Regions from separate parts of the Hordeum vulgare genome. Here region 1 is linked to region 2. The links are chromatin contacts, called in public Hi-C maps. All regions are on one chromosome and are shown on one strand. Each heading gives the region's core, a stretch centred on a gene start, on an enhancer-like site or on the middle of the called end of the contact. The rest is flanking DNA. Distances are from core to core; before and after follow the strand shown. Region 1 holds the start of LOC123410818 (AT-hook motif nuclear-localized protein 1-like). Region 2 holds the start of LOC123409754.

Region 1 (3,195 bases), core at 638-3,137, 250 kb after region 2:
TTTTCTTTGAAAAAGAGGATATCCCAACCTCTGCATTAGGATGATGCATGTAGTTATATTATTAAGCAAATAATCCGGCAACCTTCGTGCAAATACAAAGCTCTATCCGAGCTAAAATGAAATCAAATGAAAAAATATTAAAAAATCCCACAACGGTAAAAATAAAACAAGACGACTAAACAGCTAACATATTATTGGGCCGTCATCCAAACTGATTATAGATATACTGAGCTATCATCTTTCATTGGATGAATTCAGTAATCAACTGCTGCCTGACTTTCAAAGAAATGAGTAACAAACATGTACGGATCCAGATAGTCGCCTTGTAAATTAACTGAATAAATTAATTTAAATCTGCCAGTTAAAAAGGCCCGAGCAGGCTGTAATGATTTATGATCCGTCTTTTGACCACCGACCACCGCAGCATGAAGATGCACTCCAACGGTCCAAGTACTCCACGTACTCTGAAGAGTTCTTACGGCGGCTTCCCGTTGGATCATGACGCACGCAGGTGCTCTGTAGCCTAATCTCAAGCCTATCCACATTCGCCTCTGTTCTCACATGAATGCCGCATGCATGCGCGCGCAGTGCCGCTGTTTTGTTCCGCTTTATTTCGACACGTTACGACGAAGAAAAGGAACCAAAGGCAAAAGCAGAAGCAGGGGGAAGACACTACACGCCCATATGTGCGTATCGCTGGACGAAAAAAAAAGACAAGTTAGTATACACAGAGGAGGTGAGCAAGAAAAGCCATTTGTTGCTGCCGCCGGTTTCCTACGATTTGCTCTTTTCTTTACTTGTTGGTGATGTTTAATCCCTTTCTTCCGCTCAAAAAAAAAAAAAAGGTTTAATCCCTTTCTGGTCAGAAATAGAGCTGGACACTATATATAGATTAACGGCGGTTACTTTACTTAGTGGAGGGTTTGGCGGGTGCGTAAGCTTTCTTTTATTTTAAGTTATTATTAATATTATTAATTTGGTCGGGCTGTCTGGTGTGTGTTTGGTTTTGGACGAGAGCGGGACATGTCTTCACTTGTGAACTACCAAACAGTTTTTTATATGCAATATGCAGCTATAGGTTACGCGGTGATGTGACCTGAATGTTTATGCAATCACCCCTTATTAGCACACATAGTATGGCGTTTATTCTCAAACGGTGGCTTGGAACCCAAGTCTGGATACACACGAGAAGCCTAAACAGGACAAACAAACTAGCCTTATACTCCCTCCGTTCCTAAATATAAGACCTTGTAGAAATTGCACTATGGTATATATACGAATGTATATAGACATATTTTAAAATGTAGATTCACTTATTTTATCCCGTATGTAGTCTATAATGAAATCTCTACAAGGTCTTATATTTAGGAACGGATGGAGTATTTTATATATATGCGCCAAAACAATATCAGGGGCTACTTCTACTGAGTACCGAGAAGAGCAGCTCCCCAGAATTTCCCCGAGATAGCACTACTTGGGGAGAAAACTTTTGCCTAAGTCGAGTATATGGATGTTTCTTCATTTCGTTCCAGACAAGACTAGCCGTTGAAAAACACTACTGCCCCTGGTAGAGCCAGAGCTGCTTCCACACGGACCGGTAGAGCTCAGCTTCCCCTTTCACTCCACTGTACAGTCTGTCCCCTTTGACTCGCCGGAGCCCCGCACGCGACGACAAGCCAGCCGCCGACGACGAGCCCACAGTGGCACACCCGTAAATCCGCCCCCAAACCGCGCCCTAATCGCGCCTTCACGCCTGAAACCCAGCAATTTACCCGCTTAAACGCGCCGGGCCCAACATCTCCGTCTCCCCGTTCTGCCCCTCCCCTCCCCTCCCGAACGGCATTTTTCGAACCCCGCATTAAAAACTCGCCGTGGGACGCACAGCGACAATTTCGCGTCCGAATTCTTTATTACTCGACTGGAGTATTATCATCGCCCCGGACGCGGCGCTACTAGTTTAATGCCCCGATAATTTTGTTTATTTTTCGTTTTTTTAGTCGTTTTTTTTTTGTAGGAGTATCACGCTCTCCCCTTCCCCTTTTTTGCTTTTAGTTTTGCCTTTTTATTTCCTCCGTCTCCTCCCCTTTTGTTTTGCATTCCGACGGCTCGCCCGCTCGCTCTCGGTTTCTTCCTCCTCTCGCCTCACGGCTGCAGCTCAGTTTTGTTTTTGCTCCTGGGATTTGTCGAATTTTTTGCTTTATTTTTGCGGGCTTTTTCCCGGTGTTTTTGGGTTTTTTTTCTGGGGATTTTTTGGGGGCGGGTTTTAAGGAGGGAGCCGGAGGTGGTGCGGGATGGGGTCAGTGCGTGGGAGCTCTAATGGCGAGAGCTCGTGTCGGAGGCCCTAGTTGGAGGTGGTTCTACTTCTGTTTCCAGTGCTGCGCGCATGGAGGCCAAGGCAGCGGAAGCGAGCTCTCCGATTCCGACTGCGGCTGCACCGGTAGCGGCGGCAGCGGTGGTGCCGGAGGCTACGGTGAGCTTCCAGTCGCCGACGTCTGTGCCGCCTCCGGCAGCTTCACATGCACCCGCACCGTCGCCGGTGGATATGGTTAGCCCGAGTGGTCTGTTTGTGCCGCCGGGTATGATGACGGCGATGGTGGCGGGCGCAGGAAGAGGGTTTCTGTCCGCGGGGCCGCTGCTCAAGGTGGGGAAGAAGAGGGGGAGGCCGAGGAAGTACGGCCCGGACGGGAGCCTGATCCAGCCGTTGAACGCCACGCCGATCTCCGCGTCGGCTCCGATGTCGGCCGCCGTCGCAGCCGGGCAGTACACGCCTGCGGCCGCGGTTGGAGCCGCCATGAAGCGCGGGAGGGGCCGGCCCCTCGACTTCGCCGCCGCGGCGGCCAAGCCGTACCACCACCAGCTGCAGCAGCCGCAGCAGCAGCAGTTCGGTTTCCACTTCAGCTCCATTGGTTGGTATCCTTCTCCTGCTCACTTCTCTTCCCCACCCCCAAAAAATGTTCAGAAAAATCTGGCGTAACACTTTTAATCTTTTGCCCCAATCCACAAATCTTCCATTGAAAAATTTGAAACTGGATTATTTACTAAACTTTCCGCAGAATAGATCTCAGAAATTACGATAGTACTAGTACTACATAATAATAATAGATGGTTGCTGCAGAGGGGCAAATGGCAGAAGTCGGGCGTCACTCGTTAGTTCGTTCCTTGTCATGACACTGTCCGTGCCTGTCCCTCTCTTAT
Region 2 (3,369 bases), core at 832-3,331:
TAACATAAACCAACCTTGAACTTCTTCATCAGGGTCCTCCACATATGGCTCTTTGCTAATCCTTGGATGTTTCATAGAGTTAGTTTTCTTCTTCTTGTCATGTTCATTCGCATCTGCACCATCCTCCCCATCTGAAGACAACTCCTCGATAATCGGCCCTTTTGGCCTGCTTGGTTCAGGACCTTGCTGCTGGAAGCCTCCTCCATTTAGAGCTCTCTGTGGCCCGAACATGCTTGAACCAAAAAAGCTTTGCTCAAACAGGCTAGGTCCAATCATAGAACCAGAGGGATTGGTGAAGAATGGATCATCAAAGGGATTTGACCCACCAAAGAAACTGGACATAAGGTTCCCAGGAGGTACAAAGCCGCCAAAAGCAGGAAAAGGGTCCCCGAAACCAAAGAGACCACCTCTCCCGCCCCTTCCCCTTTGCATCTTGTACTGAAGCTCTCTGCCCAGTTAAAAGGCGCGTGAAATGTAAACAACAGTGTTACTATTTCTTAGAAGGGTGTTCATCATTTATGCCACCAGTTGTGTCCCACTACTCAGTTTTGCCATTAGAAATTGCAACTGCTCAAAAATGCTATCGCTCCATTAAGCACATGCTCAAAAATGTCACTAGACACCATTACTGCCAGATCAAACCCCGTTTACCATGTTATAATAACCAGCTCTCCCCCTATTTCATTACAAGAAAGTGTGGGTCTCACTTAATCCGACAACGTTTTTATTTTCATCTAAAATTATTCAGTTGCTTACTCCTGACAAGTGGGGCCCACACTTATCATTGTCAGATATAGAGATCAGACATGTCGGCCTAGGGGTAATTTTGTCATATAACATGGTCAACGGGTTTGACCTGACAATAAGGTTGTCTAATGGCATTTTCGAGCAAACATCCAATGGAGCAATGGCATTTTTTAGGTATCTAATGGCATTTTGAGCAAGCATCTCACAGAATGATGCCATTTTCAAGCAGTTATAACTTCAAATGGCAAAAGTGGGTAGTGGGACACAACTAGTGGCATAAATTATAAAAAACCCTTAGAAAACAGGAATCCAGATCCAAACATGATGTATGAATTCTTAGCCAAAAGGTTGTACTCAGTACTCAAATCCAGGAATCCAGATCCATACATCGAAGTTAGAACAAAGCATACACAAACAGCAATCTAATCTATCAAACATAACAAGAAGTAAAATTAAGAAATTTACACACCAGGGCCCTACTTCGCAAGCATCTCTGACAGGATAAAAAATGGCATGAAAGTGTGATCAAGATGCTAACATCGCTACAGTATGTTGCTAAGGAATAACAAAACAGAAGCATCCGGTCGAAGATATATCAATCCAATATGTTTCATTCTAACACCAGGTACACATGCAGAATTGCAATGGTCATCCAACCAAATCCCACTGGAATGGCTGAGAGACTGAATACTTATTGCTCAGTTCAGTAGCACTGTTGTGGTGCAATGGGCTGTACATTTCTATGTTCTTGTCGTATGCATGCCTACATATTATGAATGCCACGACGGACAAACTAGATCACAGCAGCAGCATCTATTCACCACGAAATAACACTAAAAGCGAGTTTTATATTACCGGGTCAAACTGCCGTGCATCCCTAACACAAACCCTAGCTCGGATTTTTGTCACGCACGTACCAAAAAAATGCACGCAAAACACCCAAAAATCGCCGGGAAATGCCCTGGTTCCCGCCGGAGACGGCCCCGGGCAAGAATAGAATCAAGGGACGGATGGTTATCAACTACCGGAACAACAGAACAACTAGTCCAAAACGAGATGAAATCGCCGCGAAAAAATACGAATGAACCTCGAAAATTCAGTGGCGAGGATCGGAAGTCACATGTACGGATTTGGGGCGGAACCAACCGAACCTGAAGTTCCCGACGAGGAGGCTAGGGCGGCGGGCGAATCGCGACCCCGATGCGAGTAGGATGCAGGTGTTCCGAGCTCGCGATTTGAGAATTTGGGGGGAGAGAAGCTGGTGATGAGTTGCCCTTGGGCGAGCGAGCTGCGTGTCGTGTCTCAGTCGTCGAGGCTCGAGAAGTCTCTAGACGCGGGCCAGGGCCGGGTTAAGGGTCTCATTTTACGTAAAGTAGTATGCTCGAGATGCGTTAGCCCATGCATTATCTCGGCCCATCTTATTTACTCACGCACGCGTAACCGAGCCGACGGGAAAAATCATTGTTCCTTTTCATATAAAAAGTTGAAAGAAGGAAAAAGCACGAGGGGAATTTTTTTGGTATATGGAAAGAAAATAGTAACTTAATAAAAATGTAACAAATTCTGAAAATATTGTTGAAATAAATTCGACTTTTCATTGTACTGGTAAAAAAAATCACTAAAAAAATCTCGTGACTTCTTTTTTTAAAAGACAAAAAACCTTCAAAATAATGTGAATAGTTATCTCTAAGAGCAAATAAATTTTAGATCTTTTGTCCTAAAGTCAACATTGGTTTTCTATTTGTGAAAAAATATATACTAGTGCAAAAGAAAGTCAAGTTTATTGTAAAAAAAACTTCCAATTTTTTTTGAATTTTTTAAATTTGTCAAAGAAAAGGAAAATGATTACCATCACCCAACGAATCTGCAATTTTTGCCCGTCGCTTTGCACGATCTACACGTGTCCTGTGGGCCTACACACGTCTCCACTCGTGAAACAACTCCTAGTTGTGCTCTCCTCTCTCTCTCTCTCTAGCATTATCTTCTTCCCATGTTATAGATCACGACGAGTCACTGGTAGCCGGCCCCGCCATGACACCCACCTAACCGGCCAGCATCGTCGATGATACGTCTCAAACGTATCTATAATTTTTTATGGTTTCATGCTGTTATCCTGTCATCTTCGGATGTTTTATGTACCTTTTATATCTTTTTTGGGACTAACTTGTTAATTCAGTGACAAGTGTCAGTTCCTGTTTTTTCTATGTTGTTGGCTCTTTTCAGATCTGATTTTGGAACGGAGTCCAAACGGAATAAAATCCCCGAAATGATTTTTTTCTGAACGGAAGAAGATCACGGGCCTTGAGGGCCAAGCCAGGAGGGCTACAGGGGACCCACAAGCCCCCTATCCGCCACCAGGGGGCGGCGGCCAGCAGGCTTGTGGCCTCCCTGACGCCCCCCCCCGACCTAGCTCCTTCGCCTATATATTCCCTAAAATATAGAAAAAAATCAAGGGATCCGCAAAAATACTTTTCCGTCGTCGCAAACTTCTGTTTCCGCGAGATCTCATCTGGAGACCCTTCCCGGTGCCCTGTCGGAGGGGACTTTGGAGTTGGAGGGCTTCTTCATCATCATCATCGCCCCTCCAATGACTCGTGAGTAGTTCACTTCAGACCTACGGGT

The links. Hi-C and Micro-C count contacts between places; a contact is called where the count stands out from the background.
Region 1: a contact with region 2 is called in a Hi-C map of seedling, with 4 times the contacts expected there. The contact joins the promoter of LOC123410818 here to the promoter of LOC123409754 in region 2. A contact is called at or near these places in 4 of 6 Hi-C or Micro-C datasets (leaf and seedling) and 1 of 1 datasets of contacts at active chromatin or transcription factors (embryo).

What each region holds. Positions count from the first base shown.
Region 1 is chr7H:418,733,954-418,737,148 of MorexV3_pseudomolecules_assembly, forward strand. It overlaps LOC123410818 (AT-hook motif nuclear-localized protein 1-like), which reads left to right and starts at 1,888. Exons shown (of 5, transcript XM_045103759.1): 1 at 1,888-2,906. The coding sequence starts at 2,384.
Region 2 is chr7H:418,487,431-418,490,799 of MorexV3_pseudomolecules_assembly, forward strand. LOC123409754 reads right to left here and starts at 2,082. Exons shown (of 7, transcript XM_045102617.1): 1 at 1,899-2,082; 2 at 15-448. The coding sequence starts at 432.